Linked DNA regions of Triticum aestivum: region 1 is linked to region 2. A link is a contact called in public Hi-C data. All regions are on one chromosome and are shown on one strand. Each heading gives the region's core, a stretch centred on a gene start, on an enhancer-like site or on the middle of the called end of the contact. The rest is flanking DNA. Distances are from core to core; before and after follow the strand shown. Region 1 holds the start of LOC123102731 (probable WRKY transcription factor 4). Region 2 holds the start of LOC123102728 (protein cornichon homolog 1).

Evidence for each region. A called contact is a pair of places that touch in the nucleus more often than the background predicts.
Region 1: a contact with region 2 is called in a Hi-C map of leaf, with 6 times the contacts expected there. The contact joins the promoter of LOC123102731 here to the promoter of LOC123102728 in region 2. A contact is called at or near these places in 2 of 5 Hi-C or Micro-C datasets (both in leaf).

The regions. Positions count from the first base shown.
Region 1 is chr5A:170,429,247-170,433,870 of IWGSC CS RefSeq v2.1, forward strand. It overlaps LOC123102731 (probable WRKY transcription factor 4), which reads left to right and starts at 1,747. Exons shown (of 4, transcript XM_044524158.1): 1 at 1,747-2,277; 2 at 3,319-3,980; 3 at 4,059-4,199. The coding sequence starts at 1,864.
Region 2 is chr5A:169,967,509-169,972,250 of IWGSC CS RefSeq v2.1, forward strand. LOC123102728 (protein cornichon homolog 1) reads left to right here and starts at 2,015. Exons shown (of 5, transcript XM_044524155.1): 1 at 2,015-2,336; 2 at 3,058-3,239; 3 at 4,666-4,742. The coding sequence starts at 2,262.

The sequences.
Region 1 (4,624 bases), core at 497-2,996, 460 kb after region 2:
CAAGAACATAAAACGTTACTACTTAGTCAGATGGTCTCGGATCTGTAGATCAAAAGAAAAAAGGGGTTTGGGTGTGAAAGATCTCCATAAGCAAAATTTAAGTCTGCTTGCTAAATGGTGGTGGAAGCTTGAAACTGAAAACGACCTCTGACAAGAGATTATCAAAGCCAAGTATTTTGGTAGGGCTATAGTAGCCTCTGTTAAGATCAAAATGAACGATTCCCCTTGTTGGAAAGCTATCATGAAGGTCAAAGACTTGTATATGGCCGGGAGACGGGTAATCATCCGTTCTGGTGATGTTGCCAGGTTGTGGATGAATCCTACTGGGGATCAAATGCCTTTTGTGAATCAATTCCCCCATTTGTTTTCGATATGTAACTTCCGTGAATGCACTGTGGATGCATGTATGGAGGCTGACCCCTTATCCTTTTTTAGAAGGAGATTAAGTTCTGATTTAAATGAGCAATGGAAGATGATGGTTGATATTGCCAAAAAAGTTGTATTTCTAAGGAAACAGATAGTATCAAATGGGCTTTGGGTCCTAAATCATCTTTCACAACTAGATCGGCGTACTCTTTTCTGGAGAGAAATATCACAAGTTGTGACTATAGATGGATATGGAAAACTGGCATTCCCCTGAAGATTAAGATCTTTATGCAGCAACTGTCTCGGGATTCAATTCTAACTAGAGATGTGATGAAACATAAGGGGTGGAAGGGGGACGCTAAATGTTCATTCTGTGGGGATTGAGAGACTGCCCAACATCTTTTCTTTACTTGCTCTGTTGCTAGGGTAACCTGGAGAACGACCGCATGTATGTTTAGCACTGATAAGTGTCCAGACAATATGTGGCAAGCTTACTCTTGGTGTTACACTTTCTTTCCAAAAAGGGAGACTTTCTATACTGTTGGTATTGCCGTGCTATGTTGGGCAATTTGATCTTGTCGTAATAGAGCTACGTTTGAATTTAAGCCTCTCAAATCCCCTTTTGAGTGCATCTTTTCTGCTTGGGCAGGTTTGTTGAGGCAGGAGAACACGGTGGATCTATGAGCCGGGATGGACATGCCGAAGAACAACGCGTTGAGACTGATACGTATTTGTGCTGCAAGCCAAAGCGAGAAGGTACGCTGAAAGAGATGGCGATGTCTTCCTCTTTCGTATTACTAGCGTTGCTCTTTGTTCCCTTTGTGGAAACTTTATCTTTTGATGCTCATATGTGAGTAGTGGCTGGTTAGCCTTTGTTGATGGGCTTGGTCGTAAACTGTTATGGTATAAAATTTAATAGTGTCGTCAGGTTTTCGCCCCGAAGTGGATAATCTCGATTGCGAGTGCTCACAGTGAGTTTCCCAACGATGCTTGAACTCGTTCTCCCCTCTCCCGTCTCATTCTATGGACCTATGTATTTTCGTTATGTCGCAGTAATGGAAAGGGGTTATGCCTGGTTAAAAAAAACGTTGCTTTTGTGCAGAAACTGAAAAGTTACTTCCTCTGTATCATAATATAAGTTTTCTATACTAGTGTATAGTGTCAAAAACACTTTTATATTATGAGACGGATGGAATACATGTCAAAAACAAAAATCACCGAAGAATGAGAAAGCAAAGCTTAGACATTTTTTTTGACCTGATAGCTTGAGCTCCCACAAATTATTTTGTGAAAGACGCGAAACAAAGAACAAAAAATCCAATTCCCCTCCGTCTCTTCTTCCTTCCTTCCTTCAGCTTCAGGAACAAAAGGTCAAGGGTAGCCCAAAACCAGAACCTCCAACCGAAGTCAACGCCAGGAACCAAGACGGGGATCAAACCAATCCCTTCCGTTTCTCTTTCTCTCTCTCTCTCTCTCTCTCCCGAGCCTCCCGCGACCATGTCCGCGCGCCCGCCCCCGCCGCCGCGCCCGCGTCTGTCCCTGCCCCCGCGCTCCACCGGGGAGTCGCTCTTCTCCGGCACCGGCGACGCCAGCCCCGGCCCGCTCACCCTCGCCTCCGCGCTCTTCCCCTCCGACGCCGACGCCGACGCCGACGCCGGCGGCGGCGGCAGCGGCGCCTCGTCTGGCGCGGGGGCCACCAGCTTCACCCAGCTCCTCATCGGCTCCCTCTCGCAACCGCCTCCGCATCAGCATCAGCAGCAGCAGCAGGAGAGAGGGAGAGGCGGGGTCGCCAGGGCAGGGCCGGCGCTGTCTGTGGCACCGCCGGCCGGGGCAGCTGTTTTCACCGTGCCTCCCGGCCTCAGCCCCTCCGGCTTTTTCGACTCCCCCGGCCTAATCTTCTCGCCGGCCATGGTACATACTCCAGTTCATACACTTTTGCTGCCGATATTGGATTTTTAGCTCTTGGTTCCTCCCTCTCCGAGGCTAATGGCCTTCACTACAGCAGGTTCTTAGATTGTACTAAGTCGTAAAGCATGTTTCCCGTTCATTGCCTTGTAGAGCTGTTAATTCGACCTTGATCGGCGTCGTCAGTTCGTTAAGCTTCCCGTTCATTTCTTCTGTCATGACGTGAGTGCAAATCTGAGAATTCTGTACTGATCTTCCATGGTGTTTTAAGATACTACTACCTCCTTCCCACAATATAAGATCATTTTAGCTTGAAAAATGATCTTATATTGTGGGAAGGAGGTAGTAGTATGTATTAGGGAATCTGGAGCTTCTAGATGTGACAATTTTACATTTGCTCTACTACTTTTGGTGAGGTGGCAACATGCAGTTTACTTATCTGCCCCATATAGATAATGCATAAAGGTGCTTTACCTTATATTTGCGGCACTCTGGTGCAGTGAAGAACCTTAACCTGCAAATGAGAGATAATGATTCGTCACATTTCTGTGCCAGTATCAATAATTGTACTACTAGCCTATCCCCAGTATGATGCAGTTACAAGTTGGCATGATAGGTTGATACTTGATACCGATGGGACAAGACAAAGTCCCGGTGAGACGTCATCGTTAGCTTCTAGCTTTTGATGGTCCTAACCTGTTGATAACTGATAGGATCCTTCCAGTGATTATATTAATCGCCCATTTTTCTTGGAGAGTAGAGCCATTGTCGTAGCACGGGTACTCCATATATTTAGTGTTCGTTGTTCACAATGGCTGACGCGGGTTGAGTGTAGTTGTTCCATTTGGACGTTGTGTACTTCAAATTTTAGCTTTTTTTGTACAAGTTCTCAGTTTAGCACATTCACTGTCAGCATGATATATAATTCACCATTTCATCGTGAAGAACAGTCAACTCTTATATCATTTCATTCTGCACTTTCCTCATGTCTGGAGTATCAGTTTTAGTTGTCAATAAAAAAAATCGATATTTTACTTAATTTTACAGGGGGGTTTCGGCATGTCGCATCAACAGGCTCTTGCCCAAGTCACAGCCCAAGCAAGCCATTCTCCACTCAGAATGTTTGATCACACTGAACAGCCATCGTTTTCAGCAGCTGCAACGTCATCTGGAGCTCTACAGAATATGAGCTCTGCAGCCAATGTGGCTGAGATGTCAGAGATGGCGACAACCATATCGAACAATGAGCATGCAGCCTTCCAATCTGCTGAGGCTTCTCACAGGTACCAAGTTCCTGCCCCAGTTGATAAGCCTGCTGATGATGGCTATAATTGGCGGAAGTATGGTCAGAAGGTGGTGAAGGGCAGTGATTGCCCAAGGAGCTACTACAAATGTACTCATCCCAGTTGTCCTGTGAAGAAAAAAGTAGAGCACGCAGAAGATGGCCAAATATCTGAAATAATATATAAGGGAAAACACAATCACCAACGTCCACCAAATAAACGGGCAAAAGATGGCAGCTCTTCAGCAGCCGAGCAAAATGAACAATCCAATGACACAGCATCTGGTTTGTCAGGTGTTAGGCGAGATCAGGAAGCTGTATATGGAATGTCTGAGCAATTATCTGGTCTAAGTGATGGAGATGATAAGGATGATGGTGAATCTCGGCCAAATGAAGTTGATGATAGAGAGAATGACTGCAAAAGAAGGTGCCTTTAGCTGACAATTACCACTCCACTCTTTGATTAGATAGTTGCGTTATTAAAATTAATTCCTCTATTGTGTAGGAATATACAAATTTCTTCACAGAAGGCCCTGACAGAGTCTAAGATCATTGTACAAACAACCAGTGAGGTTGACCTTTTGGATGATGGTTATAGATGGCGCAAGTATGGGCAGAAGGTGGTCAAAGGAAATCCTCATCCAAGGTTTTTCCTTACACTCTTGACTGTTAGTTGTTTACTGAAATAATATATAGCCCATAAATCATGACCCACTTTAGTCAAAAAGAAAAATCACAACCCATGGGCCATGCACACTACTAATTCAACTTCACGTGTTCTGCTATTTGAGGTATTCATCGCCTATATTAGTCAAATTTGAACTAAAACCACGACAAGTATTATGGAACGGAGGGAGTATTATATATGATCCGATGCATGCCTTTAGAAATTTTAGGTTATTTATTTTTGTCCGACGTTGCATGCTTTATTTACCCAAACAAGTTGGAAGGTATGCAACACAAGTTCACTTCACTAAAGCAAGAATTCACACCTCATTTAATGTAGCATGATTCCTTAATCATTTTTACTAGTTATTACCTGAAGGCACATCACTAGAATAGACTTCTGAT
Region 2 (4,742 bases), core at 765-3,264:
AGGTCATGCATGACAGCCATAAAATCTTCCATGATAACCTCCCAGCAAACCTTAAAGAAAAGGCCGGAGAAGCCATCAGGCCCAGGTGCCCTGTCAGAGGGCATCTCCATGATCACTTGCTTGACCTCGGTGTCAGTGAAATCCACTTCTAGTCCATTAGCCAACTCTGGGGATAGACCGTGTAGATTCAGTTCATCTAGCCTCATGGAAGATGCAATAGGTGCCGGTGTGCCCATGAGACCATAGTAAAAGTTCCGCGCAAGATTCATTTTGTCCTCCATGGCCGTGACCACTCGGCCGCCGTCCTTGAAGAAAGGGATTTGGTGTTTTCGACGCCATCCATTAGCTTTCATGTGGAAGTACTTGGAATTGGCGTTCCCCTCCTGAAGATCTCTCACTCTGGCATGCTGTCGCAGACGCACCCTCTCCAAGGATGCGAGTGCCAGACACTTGCCCTTCAAAAAGGCCTTAAGCTTTCGTTCCTCCTCAGACAGAGGTCTACTTTCCCGCGCGCCATCCAAACGCAAAATCAACTCATTTGCAATCTGAAAAAGGATGGTCATATGGCTCTGTTTCCTTTGACCCCAACTTTTGAGAGTTTTCACGGTACGCTGCAGTTTCACACTAAAGACCTTTATGGGATCATTACTAGAGACTTGTTCCTCCCAAGGCGCCTTCACCGTTTCCATAAAACCGGGTAGCTTAACCCAGAAATTTTCGAAACGAAAACGACGTTGTCTGGGCCTGTTCATAGAGCAAGTGAGAAAAGGGGGACAGTGATCCGATATGTTGGAACTAAGCGGCAGCAAGTCGCTGATGGGGTAGGTGTCCTCCCAATCACTATTGAACAGCACACGGTCTAATCTTGCCATGACCGAGCGCTCTTGATCATTACTCCACGTGAACTTCCTCCCGACCAGTGGCATGTCATGCAGGCCCAAGGTGTTAATTGTATGTCTGAATTTATTTGACAATCTTCCGTTAATTCTTCTCGTACTTCGCTCATCCTCATTGCAAACCAGATTAAAGTCACCATTCAGGATCCATGGCGTCTGAACAAGGCCCCCAATTTCCACAGTCTCCTCCAGGAATCTAACTTTATTCTCATTCTCCCGTGGCCCATAAACAGAAGTAGTCATCCACTCTTTTTCATCGGCCAAAGAAGTGACTTTAATGGTGATAGAGAAATCCTTCTTACTCACTGTGGACACACTCAATCTATCTGACCTCCAAGCGATCAGAATGCCCCCCTTGGTACCTACTACAGGAAGAAAGTCGAAGCCATCAAAAGCCGGGCCAAAAGTTTGCCCACAGCCACGGCATCCACCACAGCCAACTTTGATTCTTGAATACACGCGAGGGAAATATTATAGGATTGCAGGAACAAACGGATGGAACTCCGCCTAGCTGGGTTATTGAGCCCCCTAACATTTCAAACTAACACACACTCTCACATAGCCATACTTCCTCAGAAGAACCACACTAGCATATCGCTTATCGATATGGTAAGCTAGGGCTATAGTGCATGGCAAACATGTTGTGCAACTCTGAAAGCCATTTGTGAAATGATCCGTGGTTTGATGGTTATGAGGACAGTGATATTCATAGTTCATCAGAGTTTAAGTTTCAGACTTACACCATTACTTGCGCTTTTCTGAATTTATTTCAAATCTTTAAGCGATATGCGTTCAATGAAAAAAGACCAACGACGATCCTACATATATTTTGTGGGGTCAATTGACCCCACAACTGTAGAGAAAACAATATAAAATCACGGTACATGTATTTTGGACTATGAACGAAATTATCTTAAAAATTACCAATGACCCCGTAGATTATATCAGTTGGCTTCGTTATTGGAGGAGATGTTTCTATCGACTACGATGGCATATAGGCGTACGATGTGTGTGCATGTGTTTATAAAAGTGATTATATATGTATACATGTATGAAACTCTCAAAGCCATTTTTCGTCTTTTAAATTGCTGTTGGAATTTTTTTTTGCTGTTGCGTCTAAATTCGCGAGACCTTCAGTCTGCCCCGACCGCCTCCTCGAACCCATCCAGGACCCATCTCCTCTCAACTCCAAACCCACGAACTCACCGCCGTCCCTCCCATCCCCGGCGGCGACCACGCCATTGAAGCCGGCGAGAGTGGTCTTAGGCGCTTGTCCATCTGGACCGGTTGATTGGAGCACAAACACGGGAGCGAAGAGCGGAGGGACGCGGTCCCGCTCGGTCCCGTGCAGCGGCGGCGGCCGACATGTCTGTCGAACTCGTCCTCTGGCTCTTCTCCTTCGCCTCTGTGATGGCCCTCGTCGGCCTCACTGCCTACCAGGCAAGCTCAGCTCCTCGTCCCTTTAAACTTTCGCCTTTGAGCCGCGAGTTTGGTCAAGATCTGCCGCACAATTGGCGAGATTCCTCACCAAATTGGGCTTCAGCTCGTCAGCTTTGTGGAATTCTGAACAGAATTTGGGCAGGGATTTGGTCAACGGTGTAGTTCTTGTCGTTCTTCCTTGCCAATATTACCAGTATAGTTGGTCAACTCGAGGTGGAAAGAAGATAGCCAGTAGTAGGTCAGCTGGACTGCGATTCAGCAAATTAGATCATGTCTAACTTACACTCACAAATCATCTTTGTATAGAAAGCTCCGCTACATTTGGTTAAATGCATCCAAAGTTTCTGCGCTGCTCAGTTTTGCTCATCTGCTTCCATGTTAGATGGAATGAAGTATTTCTGATTATTGTTCCTGTTGGAATGTTAGCACAAGCTACTAGGTAACATCCCGGTGCTTCCACAGCTTGTAACATCCCAAATATTGTGGTTGTTGTGAAACCAGCAGGATCATAGGCCGGACATGCATTATTGTAGCTTTAGCACCCAAAGCTTAAACCACCACGATTGATAATATTTTATACTTGAACAAATCCTTTTGTATAACAATGTAAGGCTGTAAGTAGATATTGTTGTCATGGTTTAGCTTACTGCAAAATAAGCTATTTAAGTTATTTTCTCTTATTGATTCATTCCACTGATTTTTCTTTGTGTTTTTGTATCAGCTTATCTGCTTATCTGATTTGGAGTTTGACTATATCAATCCATATGATTCATCATCTCGCATCAACGCAGTGGTCATAATAGAATACGTACTCCAAGGGGTCCTCTGCGCTTCTTTCCTCTTGACGCTGAATTGGTTTCCGTTTCTAGTTATGGCTCCTGTAACATATTACCATGTGAAGCTGTATGTACTTCTTCCTTTAATCCCTGAAGTTTACCTCTCAAACTATACATGCTTGTTTGGTCATTCCCCTGTTGTATTGCTATTATTTATGTGGATTACTTTATATCTCAGATTAGTTGTTCATTTGGGGAGGAATCTGTAATGCCTCTATCATTGTGGAATTCCAGTGTACATAATTAGTTTTGGAAATTAAATGTTTACTAAAGTATTTATCATCTTCATGAAATAGTGAAGGATAGAAACATATTATGGAAGTGCTCTGTAAAAAGAACTTTTTTAAATGATCCGGAGGCTGATCATTTGTAGTTGCTCTCTCATTTCGGGCTATTCATGTTTTATTGTTCTTCATGACCTTCCATGTTTAACATATTGGCCTGGCATTTACGCTTTTAGACAAGAAATGGTATGCACATATGCCCTAGTAACAATGTTGTGTCTGGCTTGTATTCATTCTTTTGTTGTTGTCATAATATGATAACATCTACTCTACAACGTACCTGCTATATGTGCTTTAATCTTGACATGAATCATTTCCTTTTTACCATTCCGCACTATGAAAGAACCATTAGACATTGTTTGCCTTGCACTAACCTTCACTGACTCTAAGCATATAGTTATCCTAGGATTAATGCAGAAACTTCTTAACCTTGCTCTAGTTTATGTTTCTAATCTGACCCACAGAGCCTTGTTTGTAATTACAACACAGAAATAACATCTCCCTGTTGTTGGTCTGCTTAATTGATATTGTTGGGCATTTACAAGTCGTTGCTATACATCAAAGAGATAAGTGTCTTCTAGGGAGACAACTAATTTTAGCATAAAGGAAATAGAAACAAAGTCCAATACAAGCAATACAGCAGGAAACAGCTATTAACTATGCACAGCTCTTAATAAATAATCCATCTAAGAGGATGAACCTGAATGGTGCAAAGTGACTCCAAACGTGAAAATTATTGAAGTTGCATCAAATATCTTTTACCTATTGGTAGACACACAAGTCCCAAGTAGAGGGACAGTAATGCCTCAATTTTTTTAAATCTGTTTTTCTCAGTCATTTTGGATCTCTTTTTCCTCAGTTGATCAGTTGAGACTTGACACCTGAAATAAAGTGCTTTATTGGCATTGGAGCTTGTTCTATTGAGAAGAGTAAATGTACTTTTGTAAGATACCCAATCTATACTGGTAATCTGCTTCTTGTATATAAAAATGAGAATGCATATGCGGGTAGTAACCACTAATTCCTGTAATAACTTTTTATTAAGAAAACAAAATAGATGTTTGCATATACCTTTGTAATGTGATCTAAGTACAATTGCCTATGCAAGGCATTCATTCTGCATATTTTACTTCCATTTACCTTTTCATCCTGTGCTTTCATGTTCTGTGTCATGATAGTTAAAGGAATATAATTATATTTTTTTATCAGGTATATGAATCGGAAACATCTTATAGATGTTACTGAGATATTCCGACAGTTACATGGAGAGAAGAAGTACAGGATGA